3 separate regions of the Gossypium hirsutum genome follow, and regions 1 and 2 are each linked to region 3. Evidence: chromatin contacts called from public Hi-C data. All regions are on one chromosome and are shown on one strand. Each heading gives the region's core, a stretch centred on a gene start, on an enhancer-like site or on the middle of the called end of the contact. The rest is flanking DNA. Distances are from core to core; before and after follow the strand shown. Region 1 holds the start of LOC107951068. Region 2 has its middle 13 kb from the start of LOC107951064. Region 3 holds the start of LOC107897703 (vacuolar protein sorting-associated protein 2 homolog 1).

Region 1 (3,653 bases), core at 529-3,028, 590 kb before region 3:
ACTGATGCCAAGGAGGTAGCTAAAATGTCAATAGCGCTGTGGGTAAGAAATGAACACTGGCTGAGATTTACAGATCGTAATGCAGGGGCAGAAGAAACAAGAGCACTAAGCCCAGCATCCGAAAGACGATATGCACCAGTCAATGACAAAGTGGTTAGTGCAGGCAAGCTGTTCGGCGACCGAGCTAAGGTAGAAGGTAAATTATAATCCGCTAAGCAGTGGCCACAGTAATCAAGTTGGAGAATCTGAATTCCAAAAACAATAAACTTTAGACTAGTCGCAAAAAGAATATCATGAAATGGACAAATAGCAATAACTCAATACGACGTGTAGATGAATATACAGCGTACCGTCAAGTTGATAGTGTCACACTTTTCAAAACATTGATTGAACTGTTCCTCAGTTAGCCATGAACAATCTTTGAGGCGAATTTCGATAGGGGATCCGTTAAGAAGGAGATCAAAAAAGTTACTATTCATTCGCCTCGAGTCACAGAGCATATGACAGAGCTTGTGTCTCAGAGCATCAGGCACATGAGCAAGCGAAGCAATCGCATCTGCATTATCGACAAGAACCCTCAAGCTCAAATCAAGCAATGATGGAGGCAGCCGCTTTGACCAGTCTTTTCTTTTACCCTTTTGAGGAACCCACTTAATTTGTAAGTACTGTACCTTGTCCGAGGAAGAACTCCCCTGTCTTACGTTAAAATTCGCTGCTCTATCCCTTATAATCTTCATAGCAGTAGAGAAAGGACCCGGCCAATCTTCAACACCCTTTTCTTCAGGTTCTTCGGACGGAATTTCGCTTTCAGCCTCCGTTGATAAAATGTTATCATCTTCTTCCTGGGTGCTGAAATGGGCAAATCGAGAAGCATTTTCCCTAGCCGTATCTCGAAACCGCTCCATTCTCCCCTGACTTGTTCTCCTATTATTCTTCTTACTTGGCTTTTCATTGGACAAATTCACTTCCTGTGCTAGAAGTTCAACGTCGGAAACTGAACCGTCAACTAAACTCTCATCTTTAGATTCCAAAGCACTTTCTACAAGCAATTTCCCCTTCCCTTTCTCTTCTCTACTATATCTCCTTTTTCCCTTCACATTCACTCTCTCCTTGCTTCTTTCCGGTTTCTCAGTATCTTCACTCTCTTCCACTAACATGCTTTTACCTTTCCTGTCAATTTCAACCTCTACATCGCCTTCGCTGCCGTTGCCGTCGCCAAATGGACCCTTCTTAGTAACCCTCTTCCCCGACCGCAAACTCAATACCCCTTCATCCTCGCCGCTCTCCAAACCGACATCGTTATCGGCACTCAACTTCCTCTTTCTCGAAACGTCACCGTTTCGTCGTTCGATAGGTTCCTCCGCCTCCAAAACACCATCCTGGCCGGCATTGGACGAAGCTCTCGTAGAAAGACGAAGGCTCCGCCGAAGTATGGGTGCGGAACCGGAAACTGAACCAAGAGTTTTAGGGGAGGGAATGAGTGAAGGCGGCGATGAACGAGTGGCGGGTTGTTCGCGGCCTTGCGTGGGAGTGGCGGGCGGGTCGATATTGGCCCGAGCTTTTAGGGGCTTGGGTTGGACCGGAAGGATTTCGCGGGATCTTAGGACCGGCATCGCTGCTGAAAGAAAATGGCGGGAAGTGAAAACGAACCAGTATGAACACTCAACAAAAGAATAATAGGGAGGAATCGTATTAAGAAAAAAGGGCGGCCTTTTGGTTTTTTAACAAATTTAGGGTTTTTCTGAAAGAGAAGCTTCTCGCGTACGCTTTTCTATATTAATTTTCCCGCCACATAAATGTCCTCAATATTACGGGCCTGAATCTGAATGGTCAGCCAGCTGGCTTTTTTATGTATTTGTTTTTGGCCCAAAGAGATGTGAAGAAGAAATAAAATAGTGAGAGGAAAAAAGAATGTATTTTTATTGATTAATCGGAATTTTTATAATATTTATTTATTAATTTATGTTTGTTTAATAATAAAATATTGATAACGTTCAACATGATTTAAATTTTAAATTTATATAGGATTTTAAAATATTTTAATTAAGTTTTTAGAGTATTAATATTAAATTAAATTAATTGTAAGTTTAAATTTATCATGAACATTTAAAATATGTTAATCTAATCAAATAAATGAATAATCTCTTTCCTTAAAAAAACTATATAATTTGCTGAATTTTAACTTTATTAATTTGTTTCTTTTAAGCATGCACTAACAACCTATTATTTTAGACCTTAAACATAACTATCTAATTAAATACTATACACTTCAACTCAACTTACCATATATAAGGTTTAGCATTATATATTAAGCTTAATTCAAATCAACATTAAAGAAATACTATCTTAATTCTAGTATATATTAGAAGCCAATCATGACATATCTAATCTAATCACATATATCATATATTGTTGTGATTATAGGGCTAAATAACGTCAATAGTCCCTTTTTTTAATAATTAGATTTAATTAAGGAAATAAATTGATTTAAATAAAAAAGCGAGTTCAACTGGACGAGCTTTCTGCATACGTATCAAGAAAACACGTCTAGCTGGACACGTTTTCTGGAAAACTCATCTAATCAGGCATGTTTTCCCTCAATGTTCAAAAAGGTCAAAAAGCAATGGCTTTTTTATCAGTGCCACGCCAACTGTAAAAAATAAAAATAAAAATCCAACAATAAGTTTTTTTACCCTATAAATACCCTCCAAATTTCAGTTTTTTCATTCACATTCTTCTCTCAACTCTCTCAAACCCTCTCAAGTCTCTCGTTTTGATCGTGTACGATATTTTCATTTAAAAATAATATTTTTATTAATTATCTCATATTGTATTTGTTCAAAATCTATTTTTCACGAATGACCGCCTCTCTAATCCACTTCAACAACAAGAATATTTCCACCACCCAAGTAGTAATGGTAAGACGAAAATTTAAATTTCATTAATTTCAATAAGGTTAATTTTATTTTTTTTAATTTGAAATTATTTTTATTGTGTAAATAGGCAGAGAATCGTGTTTTGAAGGGCTTCATTCATAACATCGGAAAGCTTGCGATCCCTGAAATTCTTGGCCACTTGCAAGCAGTTGGATTCTTACATGTGTCTTGCATGTTCGGGGGCTACAAACTTGATTTGGCACTTATCAACTCATTGGTGGAAAGATGGAGGCCCGAAACACACACTTTCCACTTTCCATTTTCCACTTTCCATACGGTGAGTGAACAATCACACTCAAAGACGTTGGAACTACAACTCTGTCTGCCAATGGATGCGCCAGTCATCACGGAATTAGCGATCGTTCCGGGTAAAGTGGACTTCTGCACATCACTGTTGGGGAAGGTTCAAGACAAGTTCGAAAGTGGTCCGATATCGATGAACTAGTTGAATGATAATTTCGACGAGCTCCTTGAATACTGAATAAAGGAGGTCATAGAACAGTACACTCAAGCATACGTCATGAGTTAATCTGGGGCATTTTAATGCTTGACAAATCTCAAAATTTGGTTCATGTAAGGTGGCTACCACATCGTGGACTTCAATAAGTACGGAAAACTAAGTTGGGGATCTATCATAGTGTCCACATTATACTGGGAGATGTGTTGGGCCACGATACCGAGTGCAACATCGATCGGTGGTTGCCTGCTCTTGTTGCA
Region 2 (3,751 bases), core at 957-3,456, 570 kb before region 3:
ATTCTATTCCACTTATTTCAACCTTCTTTTTGGTCTAATTCTATACAAAGTCCCTCCCACAATAGAGTTTGAAAATATGAATTTTTTTCATTAATTAATTAGATTGTTTTCATTTTTTAAACATATAATGACAGTGGGATGTACAGTTAAACAACTTTTTGCACATATTTATATTATTATAATTGAATTTTATGGATGAGGGTAGAAGAAAATATATGATTAAATTTAGCAAAAAATGATGGAATTTAGTTGGGAAAATATGAAAGAAATGAATGAGGGTGGGGTCGTTGTAGCTGGATTTTGGATTTGTATTTCAACCTTTGGGGCTGAATTGGGATTTTGATTGGACCAGTTCAATGTCTTAAGCCTGCGATAATAAAATACAAAATTGATTAATGGTCCAAACAAATTTATTATATATTATTCAAATGATCTTCTACCCTTGACCCAAAGTCGTAGTTCTTACTTACTATATTCTCTCATTATTATTGTTAAAAAAAGAAAAGAAATCTGTGGGTATTTGTTTAAAAGAAGGAAGAAATTCGAAAGAGAAGCCATAACTGGGGTAACGATAGGATTGGATGCAGCAATCATTTTGGATTTGTGTTTTTGCTATCTTTGCTCTTGACTCTTTCTGCAACAAACCAATCTACAGCTAAGTCCCAGCTCGGACTACTTACTATTTCTTCCACTACATTCCATGGATTTTATAATAATTTTGTTTCGTTACATCTGAGCAGGTGAGCTTAGGGTAGTCCCAGAATTGTGTACAAAAACCAAGACACAGGTTTGATATCAAATTAGACTCTCCTATTTCACACATAATTTTAACATATATTCAACAGCACAGCCATTGCACATCAAAGTCGTGATTGTACTACCAGGAAGGGATAGTCCGTGTACCCCACAACAGGGTCTTGCGTATAAAATGTCTTCCTAATGTATCGATTTAATGGCGCATTGATCCTCAACCTAAAACCAGGTCTGGATTCGATATAAAAAGACGGCCATACGATACCAGATCGGCATCACCCTCAGCTACTGCTTGCATTCCGAGCTCCCTTGTGAATCCACCACTGCACATGAAAGTTCCCTCGTAACTCCTTTTCAAAGTCCTCATTAAATGAGCTTCCTCATCTTCACTACCGTGCCTGCCTGATTCGGTTTGCCCATAGGCATGATAACGAGGCTGAGTCACATGAAGGTAAGCGAGTTTCGACCCCAATTTCAGCTGAAGCTCATTAAGCCTCTCGATCACGGCTAAGCCTAGGTTGAGCGGATTAGTGTCAGTGGCGTCGAGGTGATCGATTGCGGGTGAAATTCGGACTGCGATTCTATCTGCACGTACAGCTTCGGCTACGGATCCAACGATTTGCATTAAGAATTTACATCGGTTTGCCAGTGATCCACCGTACTCATCTCTGCGATCATTGATCCCGTCTTTTAAAAATTGGTCGATGAGATATCCATGCGCTCCATGAATCTCGATTCCATCAAAACCGGCTCGAATGGCATTCAAAGCTGCCGTGCGGTAGTGTTGGACAAACCTCTGGTATTTCCGAGATTTGTAGAGCTCTAGGTTTAGGATATATGCCATAGCTCCCATCTAGCATCAAAATTCTCCACCTGTTGGAGAGAGGCTTGCTTGTTGACGATATGGGTGCCGCCCCACCAGGTTGATACACTATTTCATTAGTCAAAATAAGCAAATAAAATATTTCAATAAATGGTGAAAAAAAGGGGAAATGCATAGGGTGATGGAAGTTACCAGAATGTGAAGCACGGCCAACGTGCCAGAGTTGGCAAAAAATGATGCTTCCTTTTGCATGAACAGCATCCACAATCTTCTTCCATCCCTCCACCTGTTGGTCATTGTAGATCCCAGGAACATGTGGGAACCTGCTTCAACATTGCACCATTAGGCAATTTAGGATATGCCAGGAATCTGGATAGCTCAATATTATGAAAATCTGATATTATTGGAACAATCATTTTGTAACAGGGAAGGGATAAAAAGACTAACAAGGGTACCATTATATCATATACAAAATGATTATATTTGAAGTGAAGCATTGCATCTCCCAACCCTATTATCTCATATTCAATTTAATTTAATTTAAAAATAAAAACTCTTCCAATATGCAAAACGACACAACATTGGGCAAATCCTATCTGTTTGATGGAAAAGACTAGAAAGTGGTATAATTTATTGGTGGAATAGTCGTATCAGGATTTGGTTAAATTACGAAATTACCCAGCTGCAGTGTCGGACACCAGTGTCCCTTCGGTGATGAGAAAGCCGCCTGGAGTCGACCTCTGCATGTAATATTCAGCGAGCGCCGGCCTTGGGATTCCATTCAACGCCCTGCATCTAGTCATCGGCACCAGCACCCCCCTGCCATCACATACAAACCAAACTCAATAGACCCCCGGAAATCTTTGGTAGAACATGTCTGACAACCAAAGTTCCCTCAAGACAAGGATCTAAGCCCCTCCGAAATCAAGGAATCTGATGCAAAAAAAAAAAAAAACAGACAAACTGAAACACAGATCTGTGAGAAAGGTTGAACTTGCCCATCTTGTAAGGAGAGAAGAGCGTTGGGGTCCCTTGAGATAGAGTTTCCGCCATTGTTACCTTCCTACGAACTTGATCTGATGATGAAAAAACTTATCCGCAGTACACACTCCAGTTGAAAAAGTAAGGAAAACCAACAGTTACTAGAATAATTTACTTAATTATATAAAGAAATTTAGGGTGAGAGAATATAAGCATGTGGCATAAAATTGGACGGTATAGGGCGGGGGTTGCGGGAGTATTTTATAGCTGAAAATTTAATCCTTTGTTTTGATTTGATGAACTGCGTGGGGGGTTTTGATTGGAGATATATGGACGGAGGAGTCGGTGGCTGCTATTTATGGCATGGGTTTCATGTGCTGATTTAAACAGTGGCGACTCTTGATGCAAATATGTTTCCGCCGGCAATCACTGTTGCCGACCTGTTGTTGCTTTGAAAAAACTCTGGCGACAAATAGTTGTAGAATTACTTGTGTTTTTCTTTCTCTCTTGCAAAAGAAGAATGAGTCAAAACTCAAAACGGTGTGTACCATCCTGAATTCAATGCTCAGTTACAATTGTGAGTGTTCCCACTAGTTTGAACCTTGACAAAAAAAGGCCGGGTGAAACAACAATTTTGCACTTCATCAATTCTGTTAAAATCACGATTATACCTAATTAACACTGTAACGACTGGTAGTCAGTGATCTCGATAAGTGCATTTTTAGAATTTTTTTCCCGTAAATTGAAGTCATAAATATTTAATAAATATTTTTAAAGTTCAGTTAAGTGAATTTATTTAAATTAAAAGTAATTAAATATAAGGATTAAATTGTATATAGCGTGAAAGTTAAATTATAGATTAAAAATAAATTAAAGGGTCAAAGTAATAATTATACCTATGTTATAGAAATATGTTAAAATATGTTATTTTAATAATTAAGTAAATGTATATATATAATATTATATAATAATAAATTAAAGTATAATAAAACAAAATTAGTATTAAAAAAAAAGAAAGAAAAAGACATACAAATTAGAAAGAAAGAAAAAGAAAGAAAAAAGAGAAATACGCACAGCGTTAGGGACTTTTAGGGTTTAAAGATCAATTGATTAGTTAATTTAGTCTATTTTCTTATAATTTTTATGTTTTTAGAATTTCGGTATCTAGGGCAACTCGACCCATGTCAAAATTTT
Region 3 (3,801 bases), core at 919-3,418:
ACCAATTCTTCTGTTTCCTCCTCTTCTTCATCCCCTTCCAAAGCATCATCGATTGCATCACCAATCACCTCACTCACCATCTCCATTTTCTCATTCTGTCTTTCAAACTCTTGCATAATTTTCTGCAGGGATGGCAAGTTCATCTGTCTATTCATTTGCCCCATTGCCTTTGTCACACCTTTCATTGCCTCTCCCATTGCTTGTGTTGATTTCAATGTCTGGATGTTGTACAGTACAGCAAATTCAGTCGAGTTTCAAACTTTATGATTTATAAGCAATTAAAACTTGTAAATTCACTAGGCTTCAATCTTGCAATGTACATCAGTTGCTGATGCAGTTCATTTATCCCCCAACTCTAAATAATTTCAGATGAGAATCAAGTTAATTGATGTTCCAACATATCTTCTTTTTTTCATTTTCACATATAAATTCCCATACATGGTATGGAACAGGGCATATATCAAAAGTTTTTGTAATAGCCCCTCCCCAATTATAGCTATCGACTTCCATCTACTTAACAAGCATCAGAAGTGTGGCCATAATTTTCTATGTCAAGCACTTAGGTAAAACAAATTGCACACTTAGAAGTCATTGACACAGATAAAATGCAAGGATAAAAGTACATACTTGAATTCTAAGAGATACACCCTGGAGCTGTGATTTGAGCTTATAAAACTTTTCAATCTGATGGCGTGTCCGGATAAGGTCTTTTGCCATCCCTCAAATAAAATCCCGAGAACAAAATATTTAAAGGATAGTAGGCTCGGTGGACAGCAAAGCCCATTCATGTCAATAAGAAACATGCAGATCATATACAATAACTTTTAAATCTGAAAGTTAAAAGAAACCTACTTTCACAAGATAAGAGATGCGAAATACAATATTGAAGCTCAATTAGACAAGAAATGACTACACTAGTCCACTAATACGAAGCAAAATAGACATACACATTACTCAAGCTACCAAATTGCCGCAAGTGTAATTGATGCATTTTGTTTAAAATGAGTGAGATGAAAAAGAAAAATAACTCATCATATCTATCTGTGAAGTGGTAGAGAACAATCAGCAATAAATCGATATGATCCTAGCAAACATGTCATTCACACATAAAACTAATCATCAAACATCGAATCAAGCCAGTACATAATCAAAATCACCAATAAAGCAACCTCATTTATACCAAAAAAATAAAAAAGGCTTCACATAACTGACTAAAACATAAAAATGCCAAGCTAATAAGCTCTCAATTAGATATACCAATTTTTTAAGAGAAATTTTAACTACGCATAAGTAAAAATGTTGAGCAAAAATAGAAAACAAAATTGTAAAAAATATATGTAACACACCATCTGCCCTTGCTTTGCACTTTTCTTAATCTCAGCAATCAGTTTCTTTTCCTTGCCTTTCCCTCTCTATCTCTCTAATAGATTTGTCGAGCATCTGCTTATTTTCTCGCAGAAGCTCTGAAAAAATATATGTATATCTACAATACAAAATGACTTGAGAATCCGGCATTAGGGGAAATGAATTGAGAACCACAAAATACACAATTCACCCAATTTGTTTGCTTGATCTTTGATACACTAAAGTGACAGGCTCAATAAAGTGCAAAAACCTTACTTTTAGAAATTTGAACTAGCAAACTACCATACAATTACTCGATCCTAAAATCCAAAATTAAACCAAATAAACAAAATAAAGCATTCGAATTCCTGTCATTAGCAGAATTCACAACTATTTCTAAAACTATAAGAAACATACTACTTCAATCGAAATCCTTAATTCTAATTATTCAATTACCAAAGCCCTCAATATAAAATCACATCATCAAATTCAAATACGAACAGATCACAACAAAATTAGTAGCGATTTTCGAAATTAATACAAATTCTAATTATTTGAAAACAAAATTGATACCTGCAGGGGTATTTCTATTGCCAAAGAGGAAACTCATGTTCGGTCGATGCTACGAAAACTGTCCCAAAACGATTTGGTAGTGGCTACGGCGATCTGATCTGGTATAAAAACGCATCGGATGTACACCACAAGAGATTGCTTCTTCGAGGTGGTTTGTTTGATCGCTCGGCCGCCAAGACAACTTCTTTGCTACTTTACTCCGTACATGGACAACGGCTGCTAAGGAATGGAATCGGGTATAGACAAATGGTTAATTTCTGTTATTAGTCCTTCTACTTTTAAGAAAGTTACGTGGATTTAGTCTCCATGCTTTAATTTAATTATTTTTGATCTCTGTATTATATTTAATTTTAATACTCACTAAATAATAACAGTTAAATTGATTAGGTTAAGTTTTGTTATTTTCAAATTTTGGGTAGAAAAATATTATTTATGTCAATATTAAAATTTTAGATTTTGAAAAAGTATAGATTAAATAGATATAGCCTTAAATAGATTTAATCGGATCAAGACTAAAAATTTTTAAAAAAAAGTGGAAGAGGTAAAATTATAATAATCAAATCCATTTTCCCACGTGGCTGCATCTGAGTGGTAGGGTCCAGTCTTTATTACCAGGCTGGCTCTCTGAATGTTGGGCTTTCTCTTTGCTATGGGAATGGGCCTAGACTGAAGCAGATGCTTACTCGATTAAATTGTATGAATCAAATTGATTTATTAAATAAATTCGGTTTGTGGATTTATTCAGTTGATGTTCAAATCATACCAACGGAATAAACTCTCAACTTTTTATTCATCTAATATGTTAAAAAATAAGTAAATTCAAGTCGTTTCCACTTTCCATCCATTATTTTTGTATTCATTGTTATCTAATAAAAAAATTAATAGTTTAAATGCAAACATTATTAAAAGTTCTCAATTTAATCCTTTCACATTAAAAATATAAATTTATACTATATTATGTTATATGTTATAAGTAGTTTGATTTCTATCACACAAAAATTAAGTTTATAATAGTATATAATATTACTATAATGTAAATATTTAAAATATATCATCTATATTTAAAATTTCAATAAAAATATAAAAAAATTAAATTGTAATTACATAAAATTTTGTAAAAAAATTCAAAATAATATAAATGAGTAAATTAATCATTTACAAATGTACTTAAATTTGAGTAAACTCTAAAATCCATAACCTAAACTTAAGCAAACAAATAATATGCTGATTATATATATATATATCATATATTAGATGTGAAAAAAAATTATGTAGTAAATATATTTATAAAAAAAATATATTTTAAAAATCAAATGAAGATTTAGTTGAAATGATAAAAAATTGAAAATCATGGTGTTTTGGGGTTCAAATCTTGTCAAGCATATATATTTTTTTTAAATTTAACTTGAAATGACAAAAAAAAACCATATAATAGTATTTATTATTGTATAAAAAATTCAATAATTACTTATGACACTAAAAAGTAACGTTAACTCAATAAACCACTCAAATATGGTAAAAATAGATATATAAGCTCGGCTAGGAGTGTAAATGAGATATTGATGCTCACAAGATACTTAAGTTCGACTAAAATAATTTAAATTTGCTTCAATAATTATCAAGCTGTGCTCAAATTATCAATCGAGCCAAATTCAAACTTAATAATACTTGATTTAAACAATTTATAAGTCTTATCGAATTTTTTATATTTTTATATTATTAAATTACTTTATTACTCTTAATATATATTATTAAGCTTAAACTTAATATAAAATTTGATAAATGAGGTTTATGGAATATAAACTTAAATTTTAAATGTTGGATGAAATTCGAACGCATCCAACTTCATATTTTAAATGAAAGTCAAGCTTAACAATATTTCAA

The links. A called contact is a pair of places that touch in the nucleus more often than the background predicts.
Region 1: a contact with region 3 is called in a Hi-C map of leaf, with 2.1 times the contacts expected there. The contact joins the promoter of LOC107951068 here to the promoter of LOC107897703 in region 3. A contact is called at or near these places in 5 of 34 Hi-C or Micro-C datasets (callus and leaf).
Region 2: a contact with region 3 is called in a Hi-C map of leaf, with 4 times the contacts expected there. The contact joins the enhancer-like site here to the promoter of LOC107897703 in region 3. A contact is called at or near these places in 5 of 34 Hi-C or Micro-C datasets (callus, leaf and petal).

Annotation. Positions count from the first base shown.
Region 1 is chrA06:20,247,526-20,251,178 of Gossypium_hirsutum_v2.1, reverse strand. LOC107951068 reads right to left here and starts at 1,778. Exons shown (of 6, transcript XM_016885966.2): 1 at 351-1,778; 2 at 1-245. The coding sequence starts at 1,613.
Region 2 is chrA06:20,228,111-20,231,861 of Gossypium_hirsutum_v2.1, reverse strand. It overlaps the pseudogene LOC107951066 and the pseudogene LOC107951065. Among protein-coding and RNA genes, the nearest start is that of LOC107951064, 13 kb to the right of the region's middle. Within about 2 kb of position 2,206, at least 7 of the 9 cell types and tissues checked have an H3K27ac peak or open chromatin away from gene starts, as enhancers often do. A contact at or near this core is called in leaf, where this site is marked.
Region 3 is chrA06:19,659,381-19,663,181 of Gossypium_hirsutum_v2.1, reverse strand. LOC107897703 (vacuolar protein sorting-associated protein 2 homolog 1) reads right to left here and starts at 2,168. Exons shown (of 4, transcript XM_016823240.2): 1 at 1,918-2,168; 2 at 628-707; 3 at 1-218. The coding sequence starts at 1,954.